2 separate regions of the Danio rerio genome follow, and region 1 is linked to region 2. A link is a contact called in public Hi-C data. All regions are on one chromosome and are shown on one strand. The core of a region is the stretch at or near the end of the contact, and the rest is flanking DNA. Distances in the headings are between cores, read along the strand shown. Region 1 overlaps dusp8a (dual specificity phosphatase 8a). Region 2 overlaps mob2a (MOB kinase activator 2a).

The links. A called contact is a pair of places that touch in the nucleus more often than the background predicts.
Region 1: a contact with region 2 is called in a Hi-C map of embryo, with 18 times the contacts expected there. The contact joins two enhancer-like sites. A contact is called at or near these places in 3 of 18 Hi-C or Micro-C datasets (embryo and gastrula embryo).

Annotation. Positions count from the first base shown.
Region 1 is chr25:24,197,581-24,200,424 of GRCz12tu, forward strand. The region is part of intron 3 of dusp8a (dual specificity phosphatase 8a); the gene reads right to left. Among named protein-coding and RNA genes, the nearest start is that of mob2a, 44 kb to the left of the region's middle. Within about 2 kb of position 1,546, at least 21 of the 62 cell types and tissues checked have an H3K27ac peak or open chromatin away from gene starts, as enhancers often do.
Region 2 is chr25:24,130,362-24,133,326 of GRCz12tu, forward strand. The region is part of intron 1 of mob2a (MOB kinase activator 2a); the gene reads right to left. Among named protein-coding and RNA genes, the nearest start is that of mob2a, 23 kb to the right of the region's middle. Within about 2 kb of position 1,645, at least 22 of the 62 cell types and tissues checked have an H3K27ac peak or open chromatin away from gene starts, as enhancers often do.

The DNA of each region.
Region 1 (2,844 bases), core at 296-2,795, 67 kb after region 2:
CAAAGCAGAACGCATTGCGTTTTCAACGTTTAGACACGATATGAGAATATAAAGAGTTAACCTGATACAGAGCAATCATTTACAAGTAACAAAACACAATTAAATACATAATTTGCAAGCTAAAGAAAACAAGGAGGCAACCATTTTAATCACACTTACACTTGTAAAATGGAGGAAGAAACTGGTCTATGAACTGTGTACTGTAAAGTTCTTGTCAAGCTCTGACAAAGTCCCACACATCAATAGTCTTTTCTGATCCTTCCTTTAACAAACGGCAGACGAATCCCCCATTGACACAGCACAAGGCTGGGACGATAACACTGAGGCATTTTTGCAAAAATAAACCTCAACCACTGACTCTTCACTGTTTCATATTTGGGTAGAAAAAAATAACACTAACTTTCCCCTCACACTTCCAATAATATCCAGCTGAGCACAGCGTCTTCATGACTTGATTCAACCGGGATCTGCTACAGTGTTTGTGGGCGGGGCTGCAGGTTTCAATTTTCCCAGGTCTGCGCGTGCAACAAATGGGCGGGGATTGAGTCCCGATCAAGCCGAAGCGGCTTAAGACTCATTATCAAGACGATTCATTTAAAGCACTACGAGTTGACTCTTTTATAAATAAATCAATAGATTTAAAAACTGTCCACTTTCAGATTTAAGCCTTAGCTGGATATTTCTCTTTACTTAGAGCTGTGTTACACACTACTTGGAAGGTCATTTTTAAAAACCCATAATAGGGGCTGTTTAAGGAATGCAAAAATGGTAAAACACATCAGTTTATCTTTTGGAAAGTTGTAAAATTAGCCTATTTTCAAAAAATGTGGAGTATTTTTTAAAGTCTTAACTCCTTTATTTATTCAACACATAGATAGACGTTTCCCAGAGATGGGTTGCGGCTGGAAGGGCATTCGCTGTGTAAAAACTTGCTGAATGAATGAATGAATGAATGAACATAGATAAACGAGTTAGACTTTAGGTTTGTAAATAAAATAGGACGTCAGCCTACAAAAATGCTCAAAATGCTAGTCGCAGTGATAGCTCTGCAGGAAAGATTTGCAGTGTCTGTTCTTAAGAACACTGCTGGATTTTTGTGAAACACTTAAAGCTTTAACTCTTGAGAAGACCAAGTAAGGTCCAGGCTGGTTTGCGCTAACTAATTCTGGTTTAACTGCATCACTCACAACTTTGAAACTGCAGTCTTTTGAGCATGTTTCAAGAGCAACTTCTCTATGGGTGAGTTTGACTCTTGTAAACGTTTAGTTGGGAGCAGATGTATCATAAGAGTGCAGGATTATTTATCAGGTGACACAAAGGAACATCACATTACTGTATGTGTGGCTTATAGAGTGTTGATGCAATGTACAAAATCTATGCTTTAAGGCTTTAACAAAGGATATGTGCAAAAGCAATGGAGTATAGAGTAGGCGAGGGCTAGAGCTGATAGCGCTTGTTGTCGGAGCACCAGTGACATGCGATATGCGGATACATCAGTCTATGATGTAATGCTTACAGGGCCCCAGCTGTCATGCCTGAGGTGTGAGGTAGCCTCCAGTTGAGCGCAACGCCAGCTCCAATCACTCAACACTCACATGTGTGCATCAGTCTAAGTGTGTCTAAATCCCCCCTGTCTGTGATAAACCAGCGTGAAATTTTGCTGGAGTTTGACATACATATCACATAAATGGATCCCAATGGGGCATCTCTCATTTAAGCTCATGATATGGGGCAGAGGAACCAGAACTCTCAGCGCATGATTAAGCTTCTAGATGTCTTATGTATACAAGCCATAAGTGAAGTCATGATGAAGTCATGGAAAAAAGAAACACTACACGTGCACTCAGACGTTACTTGCTACGCATGCGTGGGTATATCATTTTACCATCACTGAAACAAAGCAAATACACTGAAATGAACGAATATACTGTACATGAAAATATCTGCAAATGCCATATAGGAGATCATGTTTTAATTTCACATATATACATTGAATTAGGGATGCAATGATTATAGGTTTTGGTTGTAAGGTAATAGTCTGAGGAATAATCATGGTTATTACAATTATTATGCATTCATTCATTTCAAAACACTACTATTTTAGAAAAAAAAATATCACATGAACTCCTTATATATTAAAGTGGTATTTATTTCTGCTCAGTAACCAACTAATAAAGCACAAAATAATAATAAAATAATAAAAACAAACAATAGTTAATTTCTCTCTTTGGACTTTAAAATAAGTGACTTTTAATATAGGTAATTTGACACTAAAATAAATGACAGAACAATAAAAATATTTATTAATAAATTAATTTATTTAAAATAAATCGTATTTGTTTGTTATCATCTGTGTTCATACATACATAATCATTTTAATTGTTTATATAAAAATTTGTCGTATACATCTTTGGTTTACAATGCACTGAAAGCCGCAGCAGCGTGAGAGGTTTTCAACTGAGTGTGCCTGGAAGACGTGAGTGTGTCGCTCCCTATATGTGAGCACAAGCCGCGCACATCCATTGGAAATAGCAAAATTGTGTGCGAAAAAGATGCAATATGTTAACTGCCCACTGCTGCTAGGTGTCTCAGCTATAGTTAATCCAGTATGCGTGTGTATTAGCCTCAGTGTATAAACTCAGAACTAGTGCACAGTTGGCATAACTTTGTTTAATTGCAGCATTTTCATTCCGTGCAAGGGAAATGCTGTGTTTAGAAGTCTTTACGATTAATTAAAGCACGGTTAATAGTGAAATCAGTTAATCGTTGCATCCCTAAACTAAATATCATATCATTTTTAAATATTACAAAAATGGCAGTGATTTTTTTTAATCAAATAAACCG
Region 2 (2,965 bases), core at 395-2,894:
CAGAAACAGATGTGACTGGCTATATCATATCTAGATAAATAAGCTTAGATATCTATATCATATCTAGAAAGCTAGAACAATTTACGTTTTTCTGACTAATTTGCATGTATTGATATGATGCACATTTTATTGATTACAGTTATTTTATTTCACCAAAACTACACACATTTTATACTGTGAAAACAAATGTTAAGCTTTATTAGTAGTTATAACTATTCAGTTTCGCGAAAGAGTTGTATTATTACATCATCAACTTCAGCTCTTCAAAATAATGAATAAATGAAGTGCAGTGGCGGAATTTCTTTAAACATCATAGGACAACAGTGCCACTCCCACCTGCCGGTAGACACAGGTACTGCTGAACAGCTGACCCGACACAAACACTGTTAGGTGGAATGTGCGTGATGTACGCGGTAATTTGCAGTACTTAGAAAACAAATTAAATGTTATACACCATTATATACTTATATATTACATATACTTATATTTTTATTTAAGTGCAACATATTGCAAAAGATCAGGGGCTTTTGACAACACATCAGGGGCTTAAGCCCCCAAAGCCCCCCCCCCCCCCCCCCCCCCCCCCATCCCCACCCCCCCACCCCCTCGCAACGCCACTTGCATCATAATACAGTACATCACAATTTTGTTTTTGCTCAATTAAATCAAATAAATGCAGACTTAGTAAGCATAAAAACCTCCATCAATACAACTTTAGGTGAAAAAAAGTTTAAAGAAAGAGATTTTTTTTTTTTTTTAAGTAAAAAGTTAGTTTCATTAAAGTACATGTCAAGCACACACATATTGTCCAGCGCAGCCTTCACGCAGATTCATACCCCTCGCTGTGGCCATGGGCATCGCCAACGTGCACCTCTCAAAAAATGTAACTACACGTCTCAACGACACATATCGCAAACTTTGTGATTGGTAGCGCTAACGAGTGTGGGCTGTGCTAAGAGCCGCAAGCCGGATGAAAACGAGCGTTTACAAGTGGCGAGTCCCATGAAAGAGCTTCAGATGGAAACTTTTGTTTTGCGTTTACCTTATGATTAAAGTTGTTGCACGTCCGCTAATTCCTGCCTCTGAATGAGCGAGTTTTATCTAGCGTTCAGAAAAAATACTCCCAAAGAAACTCAACGCAGAGGATCCACACTTCAGAATTTCACCTGAAGTAGTAGGTCATCCAGGTATTTCTCGCATACTAATTTTTGAAATCTAAGAATTTGGACATACCACTCAGCTTGAATACTGTTTTTAGCGTACTATATAGTAAGGAAGTATGCGATTTCGGACGCAGCCTACGAATTCAGACATACTTCTCGGCTAGCATATCGGTACTATATATGCTATTTCAAAAACAGACATTGACTATTTTTAGACCAGTTTCTATACAATAAGCTTATACCATAAAATGTTATTAGCGTTTTAGCACACTAGTTAATAAATGATGTATAACTCATAATATTACTTATTCCAAATATTTCACTTTTATTATGTAGGCTATATAGCATTTCTCAAACAATAGGAAAGGGGCTAGTAGGATTGGGGTCATCTTACAATCTGCTGTTGTAAAGAGCATAGCGTGTCATTGCTCAGTCCGATAGCACGAGCCATGTGGTCAGGGTTACGTAAGTGTTTGATGAAATGTGTCAGACCTCCTGGTTGGACACACTGCCTGTAGGCACACATGAACAATTAAATCAATCACCACCAACCCTAGATGAACCACACTGCATCTCATAATAACCTTCCTCCACATTACAGCAGGAAAGATATATTATATACCATGACTATTTGTTGCTTCACTAATCTATTTAATGTTGCAAAATTTGTGGCAAAGTTAACACAATGATGAATTGATCCAAACCCTTTTTAACCCAAAAGAGTCAATGAAACCTCAGACAGTAACTCATGAACTTATGTAACTTTTAATACTTGGACAAATAGCTAAAGAATGCGATATTAGTTTTCACACAAGTTTAAGATGATAACATTTGTGGGAGGCTGGGTAGAGACTATAACAGCCGCTGTGTTCCTCTCACTCCTCTAGAACATTCCATTCATGTCCGCATACTTCCCAATATAGTCCAACATCCCTTTTAAAGACACAGAAACAAGACCTTCATTTGGGTTCAAAAGGGACTGTTAAAAATGTAAATTTACACAATCAAACAGGTGAAACAGATGGTGAAATTGTTATTAAATAAGCCTTTAGGATTAGTATATGGAAGTTCTTTTACAGCAGTGGTATAAAGATATGCTATTAGAGTGAATGCTTTCACAATCAGAGATGATTAAATGCTGCCATCTAGTGTATAAATTAGGAGTTTTAAGTTAATTTGCACAATAATACAGGCAATCATTTTATGGTGTTTTTGTGGCTTTTAGAGACACTTTCTCACACAATAGGCTGGAAATTCTGCTTTATGAGGAAATAGTTTTGACTCTATAGGGTTAGTTCACTCCAAAATTAAAATGCTATCACGATTTACCCAATTTATTTCAAACCCTGCAGAAAAAAAAAACAGCTCAAACCAGCCCAGGCTGGTTGGCTGGTTTCAGCCATTTCCAGCCTAGTCTTAGCTGGTCAGGCTGGTAGATAAAACCAGATAAGACCAACGTGACCAGCTTAGCCAAAATGGGAGCCTATTGGACTGAGTTCTGGTGACTGTGGAGGCCATTTGAGGTCAATGAACTCGTTGTCGTGTTCAAGAAACCAGTCTAAGATGATTTGTGCTTTATGACAGGGCGCGTTATCTTGCTGGAAGTGGCCAACAGAAGATGGGTACTCTGTGGTTGTAAAGGGATGGACGTGTTCATCATTAAATGCAAATGTTTTCTTGAAAAAAATAAGGAAAAGAATAAAAAAACTAACTACAATCTTATGAATATTAGTAAATTTTGTTAAAAACCAATGATGGAAATGACCATAATATAATTAATATAATTAACATTAATATATTAA